Regions from separate parts of the Siniperca chuatsi genome. Here region 2 is linked to region 1. The links are chromatin contacts, called in public Hi-C maps. All regions are on one chromosome and are shown on one strand. Each heading gives the region's core, a stretch centred on a gene start, on an enhancer-like site or on the middle of the called end of the contact. The rest is flanking DNA. Distances are from core to core; before and after follow the strand shown. Region 1 holds the start of rubcn (run domain Beclin-1-interacting and cysteine-rich domain-containing protein). Region 2 overlaps rnf13 (E3 ubiquitin-protein ligase RNF13).

The links. A called contact is a pair of places that touch in the nucleus more often than the background predicts.
Region 2: a Hi-C map of liver shows a contact between it and region 1, with 3 times the contacts expected there. The contact joins the enhancer-like site here to the promoter of rubcn in region 1. A contact is called at or near these places in 2 of 3 Hi-C or Micro-C datasets (liver and skeletal muscle).

Annotation. Positions count from the first base shown.
Region 1 is chrLG6:13,757,552-13,762,812 of ASM2008510v1, forward strand. rubcn (run domain Beclin-1-interacting and cysteine-rich domain-containing protein) reads right to left here and starts at 3,287. Exons shown (of 23, transcript XM_044201068.1): 1 at 2,992-3,287; 2 at 2,055-2,167; 3 at 295-448. The coding sequence starts at 333.
Region 2 is chrLG6:13,870,831-13,876,091 of ASM2008510v1, forward strand. rnf13 (E3 ubiquitin-protein ligase RNF13) reads right to left here. Exons shown (of 10, transcript XM_044201072.1): 4 at 988-1,110. Among protein-coding and RNA genes, the nearest start is that of rnf13, 17 kb to the right of the region's middle. Within about 2 kb of position 2,656, the one cell type or tissue checked has an H3K27ac peak away from gene starts, as active enhancers do. A contact at or near this core is called in liver, where this site is marked.

The DNA of each region.
Region 1 (5,261 bases), core at 2,037-4,536:
CGGCTGCAATCAGATTCACTTCAGTTCAACAATATTGCCCTGCACTTCCCACCAAAGCAAAATTTGTTCTCACAGGTGTAACATGGGTAATCTAGAAATATTGAGCCGACCAATACTGCAGTTTGTTGTCAAATAGTGTTCAACGTTTTAACAAATGCTTTAACTTTGACCAGCAAATCTGTCAGAGCTGGTTGGAGGTCACACAGAAAGTGATCAGTAATCTGTTTACAAACAAAAAACAAACAAATAAATATAAACAGAGAGGGATATCAGTCAGGTCTCTTGAGTTCTGACCTGCTCATTCTTCAGTCCATGGCTCATGATGTTGTTCATGTCCTTGTGGAGCCGCTGCAGGCCGCCGTAACGTGACCACACGTTGGGGTTGTTCGTGGACAAAAGACCCTCCACCGTGGTCTTCAGGCTGGACAGCAGCTTCCAGTGCTCCCTCCTGTAGGGAAAACAGGGCAGCAGGAAAGAGTGAGGCAAGGTGAGGGAGGAAGTTTAGGAATGAGGAAGGAGGTAAAGCAATGCTGGTGTTAGCAGTGTTGTGGCTTAAATCATTACTCACACTTTTCCCGAAATAAAAAATCAAGTCTTCAGCATTTTAGTTACGATAACCTTGACTCTGAACTCAGTGACTAACAGGGAGTGCTGACCATCATTTAATTTGTTAGCAGTATCACCTCATCCTGGCCTAAAGAAACAGATACATAAATAGACACTGCCCCACTCCCTCCCCATAAAACAAAATGTTAACAAGAGTCCACGTCTTTAGTGCCTGTTAGCAAAGCACAAGCAGAACTTTTTGACCTATAAGGGACATTTCTGATGCATAACCATTACCCCATATTATCCTTACTAATTCTGCTTAAAGAAGAGCACTGAGCTCCAATGTGTGCGCATTAGAAGCTTTAAAGTTGTAATTTTCTGCAAGCAAGGACCTTTCTAAAGTCTCAATGTTGATATTCTATATTACAAACCATATCAACAAATAATGGTTGATATGGAGTTCAGGGGGTCAAACCTTATCTTTAGGATACAGCCATGGAAAGCTGCTGCTCCAAAAGTGTCTGATGCAAAACAAAATTATATCAGGCCACATTCCCTAAGAGCCATACAGCACTGGCTCATATCCAGGACTTCCTCTTTTTCCCCTTAAGTCAGCAGTCAAACTGAATGCTATTGAGAACTAGTCACAAAACTGCACCAACAGGATAAAAGATCTGCTGTCAGGTTACTGACCCTTGATGGTGTATTCTTTGAGTATAGGATAATTTAACTGGTATTTAACTTTATCTGCTACTTACATACTATATTTTAACATGTGGTGTGTGCTTAAATGCATTATAAGATAAGAATCGCCCCCATTTTTTCCCTTATTTTATTGGTACGGCTTATTTTACTTAGGTTTACTATATATGCCCAGATTTGTTTTGTTCCGTTTGCTTTGTCACCTGTTCTGCATTGTTGTCTTGTGGTGCATTATGTTGTTTATCTAATGGAAAACTTGAATTACAAAAAAAGAGAAAAGAATCAGCACCTAAACATAACTTAGACCTAAACATGATTTAGATAATGCAGTTATGTAGCCTAACTCACAATCGCTAATTATTTTACTTTCTCTAAAAAAACTCTCAATCGTCATCTCAGACAGAGAAAACAGAAACGTGGATGCAAAGAATGTTGAAAAGTAAAGGCTATGAATAGCACATTTATGAACAAGTCCTTTTTTCATATAAATCAGCAGTGCTGAGCAGCATCACGAGATCAGCTGCCCAGCTAACTAATCAAATCAGGAGGCTGCATGTTAGAGAACATTCTCCACATACTGTAGAGCATGATGCAACAAGAAAGGTGTGTGTGACATGTATTAAGTGTATGTGTGTGTGTGTGTGTGTGTGTGTGTGTGTGTGTGTGTGTGCTGGACATCATGGAGTGAAATTCTACAAGACTCAGCGAGGTTGTTGAGGTTAAGGATTACTTTCTCTCTGTTTCATTAATTTGTGCGTGAGTGCCTGTGTGTGTTCTACAAGAGAAGCCTCAAGCCTTCAAACCTTAAACACGCAAAGAGGATCTCAAAGTTATCATGGTGTATCCTGGTGCCATCTGTCAATTAGTGTACATGGCCGGGTCCAACTTCCCTCATCATCCGTGTACCTATGATGTCCTAACAAGGCAGAAATGTCTTCATTACTGATACAATATTCACTCTACTGATATTATATCAATGAGTATACTGTATGTGCGCTGTTCAGACTGAAAGGTCATTTTAGCGACTCTTGTTACTAACTCGGTAGAAAATTTGTGAACAAATTCTTCCAGTAATCCTGTTGTCAACTAATGCTAATAATGTATGAATTTTGGATGTCCATTGGCAGCCTGTATAAAAAAACAAGCACTTTAGCTTGCTAAATTGCTATTGCTATTTTAAACCCAATTGTGGATTTTTAGTTCCCATTAATAATATGTGAATATCCTGCACAACACAACCAGCGACACCTCGCAGACGTCAACTTGATTTTACAGCTAGCGTTAGCTGTTAGCACAACCTAGCTATGAAATGGCTAACAGTTAGCACTCTTAACGTTATCTAATACATACCCTAGCGGTTATGTAACAAATATACGAATTGCTTTAATGCAACCAAACTTTCAGTCCGTTGACCTTTATTAGACAGGTTGACAAGCCTCGCAGCTAATGTTCTTAGCTAATGCTGTTTGCTCCAAGTTGTCAAACCTTGACATGTCAGGTTAGCCTAGCCTAATTTTGCCGCTAGCACTCCAGTGTTCTAGCTAGCTAGCTACCTAACTTTATTACAAAGGCTCAGTTTAAGTGAATTGCCGCTCCAAAAAGCATTACTGGTCGTCTTTGTTTAACTAGCGAGTGGGTTCTCAGTGATACAGTTTGAAATCTTGTTGTTTAAGTTATATAACCACAGTCACTCTTTGCACAGCTAGCCGAGACGGGTAACCAGCCCAGGATGTCACTCACCTGCGCTCCTCCGCCTCTCCCTCCGCCGATATCTCCATGTCATCCGGGCGGAATCGAGTACCGTACAAAGCTGCCAGCTTTCCCGATAACTCCCTCTGTCTTATTTAGTACAACGAAGATTTACCCCAGTACTAGTAGGGCAGGTTGAAATAGTTACCCGGACTTCCAGTCTTCCGCCATCTCTGCCCTGCCTGTCCGAGCTGTGAATCAAAACAGTGGAGGCCGCATGATCTCCTTCTCTCATCAGCAAGTGGGCGGTGGCGGAGATGGCGGTGGTGGTGTTATTTCTTCTTCTTCTTCTTTGAGGGTTAACGGAAGCTGGCATCCTTAGTTCTGCATTACTGCCATCTTCTGGAGTTAGTTAACTCCTACACTTCCACCATACTCCAGTGTGCTCTTTAATCCTGCGCTTGTTAGCCCTAACCTTTTCATTTCTTCCATCATGTCCTTTCTCTCTGATATATATATATATATATATATATATATATATATATATATATATATATATATATATATATATATATATATATATATATATATATATATATATATATATATATATATATATATATATATATACACAACTCAACAGTATACACACACATATTTTGTTTAATACATTCCTTATAACTATAAAACTCACTCACTCCTGCCTTAATTTGAAGTAATTCCAAATCTACCAACAGAGTTTCTAGTAACCACACAGGGATTATAGACCATATCACAGCTGGACAAAACTCAATTTCATATACTTCCAAGTCTCTGCATCTCCTGACCAGCCACATTTTGGTATTCTCTCCCTTTCCCCAGCTGGCCTGTAGCACTTCTTTGGTTGGGTGACCTTTTCCATGACCTCTCTAATTCATCCAGTAGTTGACTAGGAGCTGTTTTCTGCTGAAGCACAGTGGCATTTCTCCTGTCTCAACTTGTAGGGCACACGTTCTGTGACGTGCGTACGGCTCCTATACATAATCTAAGAGCCCAGGACTGGGTCACATCTAATCCTCCAAGTACAGATTTTTATACAGATCCATAAACTACAATCCCATAATCTAACCTAACTAAAATTATTTCCATATAGTTTCAAATGAGTATTTTCTCTAATCTTCTTTCTTGTGAAGAACATTACTTTTGTTTTTTCAGCTGAAAACTTCAATCCCCATTTCTTCTCCAACATTTTCAACTTAATATATTCCTTTTTGCAATTCTTTTTTTATTACATGACCCAAATTTCCCTCTCTTTTCCACAAAGCCCCTTCATCTGCAAATATCCATCTTCCCATATCTAATGATACATTTTCAGAAATGTATCACACTCCCCTGAGGTCTCCCATTTTCTACCTCATACTTGTTGGAAATTTTAGATCCTACTTTTACCTGGATAGTTCACTTGTTCAAAAAGTCCATTATCCAATTAAAATCTTTTCCTCCAATTTCTACTAAATGTAACTTAATCAGAAGCCCCTCCTTCCATAGCATATCATACGATTTTATTTCTACATCAAAGAACACTGCAGTGCTGAGTTTCCCCTCAGGGATCAATAATAAAGTATTTCTGATTCTGATTTCCTTACTTCGTCCTCTGGATCCAAAGTACCCCTCCCTTTCCTAAATCCACTCTGTAATTATATCCTGTTTCTCTAAATAATACATTAGTCTTTCATTTACCATTCCTTCCATCAGTTTACATATGTGCGATGTTAAGGCAATTTGTCTATAATTTATAGTTTGTTTGTTTGTTTTTCTCATGGAGAACTTGTCAATGGCAGGTAAAGCACAAATGTAACTAATACTATTAATGATGTCTATGTTACATTCAGGAGCCAGTGAGCCATTGTGCACAATACCAGAGCCATGGTACTGAAATACCTAAATGTAATCCTCTGTTTTTGATATAATTATGTCCCAGAGACATCCTTCTGAGAAAATTAATATAAAATGTTCATTTCTAGTGAATTAAAAATTCTGCTATAATGTATTTAACCTGGGGATGCCATGAAGAACCCCAGGCTGTTCCCCCCACCTTAGCGACCACTTTCACATCATACCCACATGATGGCACCAAAGTCTTGTCTGTGAATTCCATGTACATGTACATGTAGTTTACAAGAAGTTGTATCACTTGATGGCAGTGGTGAGTCAGGAGGGTGCACAGTGTTACGCTCTGTAACAGTAAATCTCATCCCCAATAATTGCTAGGCGTGGTTGCGGATGACTGAATGGTGAGTAATTGTACTTGCATAGCACACATACACACACGCACACACATA
Region 2 (5,261 bases), core at 1,406-3,905, 110 kb after region 1:
GCAGCAATTTCCATTTCTATGCAAATTAACAATTGACGTGTTTCCTTCAAAACGGCCAATGACCCAGCTTAACTCAAAATCCTGGGTTAATTTATAGCAACTGTGTTTGACTTTTTAACTAAGATTAGATGCTTTGTTAGACTGCTTTTCTATTGGCAGGTCAGTTATAGAGACACCATTATTTTTTACTCTTTTCCATTTCTCCTGTTGAACTAGGTGACACTCCCAACACACACCACCCTCTCTGCGCTGCACATGGCCTGATGCCTCACTTGACGAATGGAGATCAGCTCTCTCCATCTTTCAGCTGCTTCACTGACTTATGAGGCAAACACAACTTTTCAACTCCGCAAATCCAGCATTACACACAAAACTGCAGCAGGGGGAGAAGAAGAAAAAAAAGGGATAGATGCTTGTGCAGGAAATTGTGTTTAGGGAAATGGCCGCTTCCTGTTTTCCTGTCCCAACCAGCTGATCTAAGAGCGTCAGTGAAACTAACTCTGAAACACCACCTACCGATATAAACTCAGCGTGAGGCAACATACATCAGTGTACAGTACCTCGCACACACTGTTATAGTTTTGGCAGCTTGCCCTTATAAATTAAGAGCTGCTGAAATAAATGATGTTTTCAATTACTTCTAGGTATTGCTAAGCACTAAAACGGCATTCACAGTTTCCCAAAAAAATAGAGTTTCACTAAAGAAGCAGTGGAAGCCTGTTAGTGAAATACAAGTGAAATTAATAGGGTCATAATTCACTGTACCAACGATGCAGCACATAGTTTTGGTCAGACTGTCAGTTTCCCTGTTTAGCTATCAGAATAAAATGGTTATGTTATGCTTAGATATAAAGTTAAAATAATTATGTTTAGTTTAAAACTAGAGATGGTTGGGGTTGATTAATAGGTGGGGTGTGGTTTAGTCATGTAGGATTTCCATCTCTGACAATAACTACACACACACACACCAACCAATGTAAACACTACCTTGATGTCAAAGTTGCAGTCGAAGCGCTTGATGAGGACGATGAAGGCGCCCGTCAAGTTGTCCCTCGGAGGGGGCTCGATGGGCTGGCACGCATTTTCTGGTCGCGCCCCAATCAGGAAGCCCTGAGGGGATGACATCATCATGGTGAGAGAAATACATGAGTGACTTACATCGAAGTTGAACCAAATGTCATTTCTTGGAAGTCAAACAGAAAATGAGGAGTCAAATGAGGAATCTTTTTCCAAAATAAGATATCTATTATTTATAGAAAGCACTATCTAGCACTAAAAAGAAATCATACAACACAATTGAACTTTATTATGCAACTTGTATAAAGAGCAGACTTTGGTTGACAAACTGAAAACCCTTTTACAAAAATGATCCTCTGTATTCAAACTGTTGTGTTTTTCAGACCAAAAACAGATAAAAAGAAAACGTAATAATGAGTAACTACTATATTGCTGACAAAGTAATGACCTTGTTTCACATTTATTCAGTTTCATTCATCCATGCATCAGAGCTTGTGTCCTCAAATATCAATAAATAAAAAGCTACACTGGAGCAGTTAGGGGTTAACTGTTTTGCTGAAGGGCACTTTAACAGGAATTAATGTGTGCTGATTCAAAGTGACATTAAGGGTCATTAGCTTACTTTATCACACCTCTGAGGTACCACTGGTCATATCAGGATAACATATAACAGGATTTGCTAGTTTTGTCAGTGTTCATTTTGATTTATGTTGATAGTTGATGGACTGTAGGCAAGTCACTAGCTGAAAATCATTTTTTAAAATCACAATACATCACAACAGCTTCATAGCTACATGACAAGTCATCCGCGCTGAAGATCAAGATTCTTTCTGCGTTTCTAAAAACCTTTTCAGAGTAGATCGCAGTCCTTTCCAAGATATGATCACACTGTTTTGTCAGATTTTTATGACCTGCTTAGTGAGCCTGCATACTGTTATAGTGGCTAGACACAGTTACATCCCAGTTTCAGCTCCCTGACCCAAAGTCTGAGCAGCGCCTTCTTTGTTCAACCCCCCTGCTGCTCTCAGATTAACAACATCCATCACAACCACAGATGAAAAACTAACAAGAAAAAAACACAACAAAAAAAACAAGATGCCGAGTGGCAGTTGTGCTGCAGCCCCAGATGTAATACTGGCAAATCAAACATAAATTTAACATGGTAATGCATGCATAATGAATACAGAACTTTCCACTGGAATGAAGAATATTACTGATGCATAAAAATGAAGTGTGTGTGTGTGTGTGTGTGTGTGTGTGTGTGAGAGAGAGAGAGAGAGAGAGAGAGTCCCTGTGCATGCTGGTGTTTTCAGTTGGTCAGGGTCTCAGTTTGCCCTGAAAAACTCTGGCCCTTGTATTTCCCATCTCTCTTTCTCTCTCTGCTGCTTCCTGCCTTAGTCCCATTTCCAACAACAGCTTTTGAAGTGACTGATGAGAGGGAGATAGTGAGAAGAGAGAGAGAGTTAGACAGAGAGGCTGACAGAGTGATAAAGGGACGGAGAACAAAGGCGAAAACAGCAAAAGATACAAATATGGAAGCAAAGGGCATCAGAGACCCACTGAAATGCAGACAAAAGAGGAAAACCAGAAAAAACAGATGGAGAAAGACCAAAATAGAAAGGTGAAGACAAAAAGAGGCAGACAGATGGTGAGAAAAGAGAAGGAGCAAAGAACCAGAGCAGATAAATGGAGAAGAGATGATGAAAGGAAAACACCCAAGAGATGAGGAGTGAGGGACCTGATGTGAGATACATTTCTAAACCTCTGCTGCTCTTATACATACACCACTGTGTGTGTGTGTGTGTGTGTGTGTGTGTGTGTGTGTCAGAGGCAGGGTGGTAGGCAGGAAGTGTGGACTGCTGTGGGACTCTGCCGCCACTTTCAGCTCCCTCTCTCTCTCCTAAAGCCAATGCTTTAAAAAAACCCAGCCCATATATAAAGGAGAGTCAGCACTTTCTCTCTCTCTCTCACACACACACACTGTGAGTGCATCTTGCTGGCTGCCACACTAACATGACTCCAAAACAGCAGCTGAGCCACATATGGAAAATGACCACAGTGACACATTGCATTTACTAACAAGCCGAACCATACCGCACAACAGAAGAGACAAAGTCGCTGACTGAATGCACTGCCTGGTGGTAGTAAAACATTAATAAGATTTGACGCATGAAAGGTCAAATTCAGGGATCATCTGTGAAATCTCACATTGGGGAGGAGGAACATGTGAGGAATCACCCACCGCCCAACACCACCGTCACCTCTGGCTGCCTCCTCCAGTGCAGCTCTGCCTTGCTGCTAAATGACGTCACTGTGCTACTGCCTTACATTCCTCCTCTTGACTTTGAAACCAGTGGCAAGAGCGCCCTCTGTTGGGTAGAAAAAAACATCTAAAGAAACACGTGCCAGAACTGCAGAATGCAGAGGACAGCACGGTGAAAAACAGGAAATGACTGTGGAAGGAGTGGAAATCCTGAAAATGTAGACTGAAAGGAGACGTAGATAAAATGCTGTCTGCGCACGGATATCACTTTAAAACACCAAAAGACTCATCTAATACCACCATAAACTGATTATATAATCCCACTGCTCTGTCAAACTTCAAGCTGGGTGACATAGGGCTTTTTTGTGTAACAATATTAATATTAATATTTTTTTTCATCTTGTGTTACCTTTACTCTGAATATGAGGTTCTGTTGTCCGCATGTGCCAGGATGAATTTATGCCCCTATGTAACCCGTGAGTATGATCTAAACCCAACATCACTAGGACAAATTCCTGTGCATGCATTGTACTTGGGAAATAAAGACACAGTGGAGGAAAAAGACTATAAACCTATAAACCAGCTCCCAGAGAATGCCTGTGTTGTAACGATACCAAACTGAATTCCCCGTTATTGCATTAGTCTTGAGCCAAGGTGTCAAAGTTTAGGAAAACACCAAATGAGGACAAATTATTCATCAAGCATGTGATGCTGAAGTAGTTTAGTTCACATATGATCAGTCGTGACACATTTGCGCAATTAAATAGTGGCGAGTGACAGAGAGAAGGGGAAAGACTGTGGTGAGAAACATGACATTTAACTGGGTTGAGATCTGGTCACTGTAATGGCCATAGCATTTTATTCACATCATTTTCATACTCACCAAACAGTTCAGTGAGCCCTGTGCACGGAAGCATTTGATATGGTTCTCCATCCTTTTATTCAGATTTTTCCTTTAATTTCTCATGAGGCCATACATTTCTGTGTCACTTAAAACTGAGTCGACGACCCCCTATGACTGAATGAATGTAACTGATAGCGAAAATACTTAATTATATAATGACAGTGACAAAGAAACAGATTGGTCATGGCATGGCAATACCTGATCAACTTCAGCCATTTTTACCAAGTAAACATTTTGAGATAAAGTCTAAAAATTGTTAGTTTACTAATAGTTTACAAGTCTACAGATTGCTTTTTTCTTTTGGCTCTCATGGTGTTCCCAGAAGTGTATATTAAAAGGTTGACTGCAACCTGACCTGATATTAATGTTCTGAGTGTCTAATTCAGTGATAGATTCCCTTCACCATATATTGGGGGGTTGATTTAGAAGTGAATATTGTTGATATTAACAATTAAAGCAGCTACAAGGAGTTTTTAACTGGTTATGAAACAGTCTCAATTTAATACTGATGCCTCTATATGATATACATAAGCAAACGAGACCATCAGCGAGATGATTGGCTATTTCTATATAAGCATTCTCAATGCCTGTCACCGGGTCCGACTCCCCGCAAAATCAGACTAAACGATTAAGGGCATGCAGACCGAAAGAGCCTATGTTTACATTTTTTCAGGCAAAGTTTTGCAATGAGTAGTATATTAGCCAGTTAAAAGGAAGTAGGAGGAGATTTTTCTTTAGAGAATTTTATTTTTGACGATATTTTTTATGGTTATGGCTGATACTGGGGCAGGATCAGCAAATAGAAAAAGAAAAGAATTGACCAAAGGACAAAAAAAAGGGGACAGTGATAGAGCACAGGCGATAACTTTAGCTTTCTCAACAAAATTACCATTACTGAGCAACCAAATCTGTTAGTTGCAGGCTTACATGTAACCAAGGTGTATGAACTAAAAGTTTACTTTGTTTCACCATCGTCATATTACAGTTATTAATCTTACATAGCCACAAATAGATACATTACGTCGTCGCTATGCATCCTGCAAATAGCTGTGCTTAAAAAAAGAAAAATATTAAAAA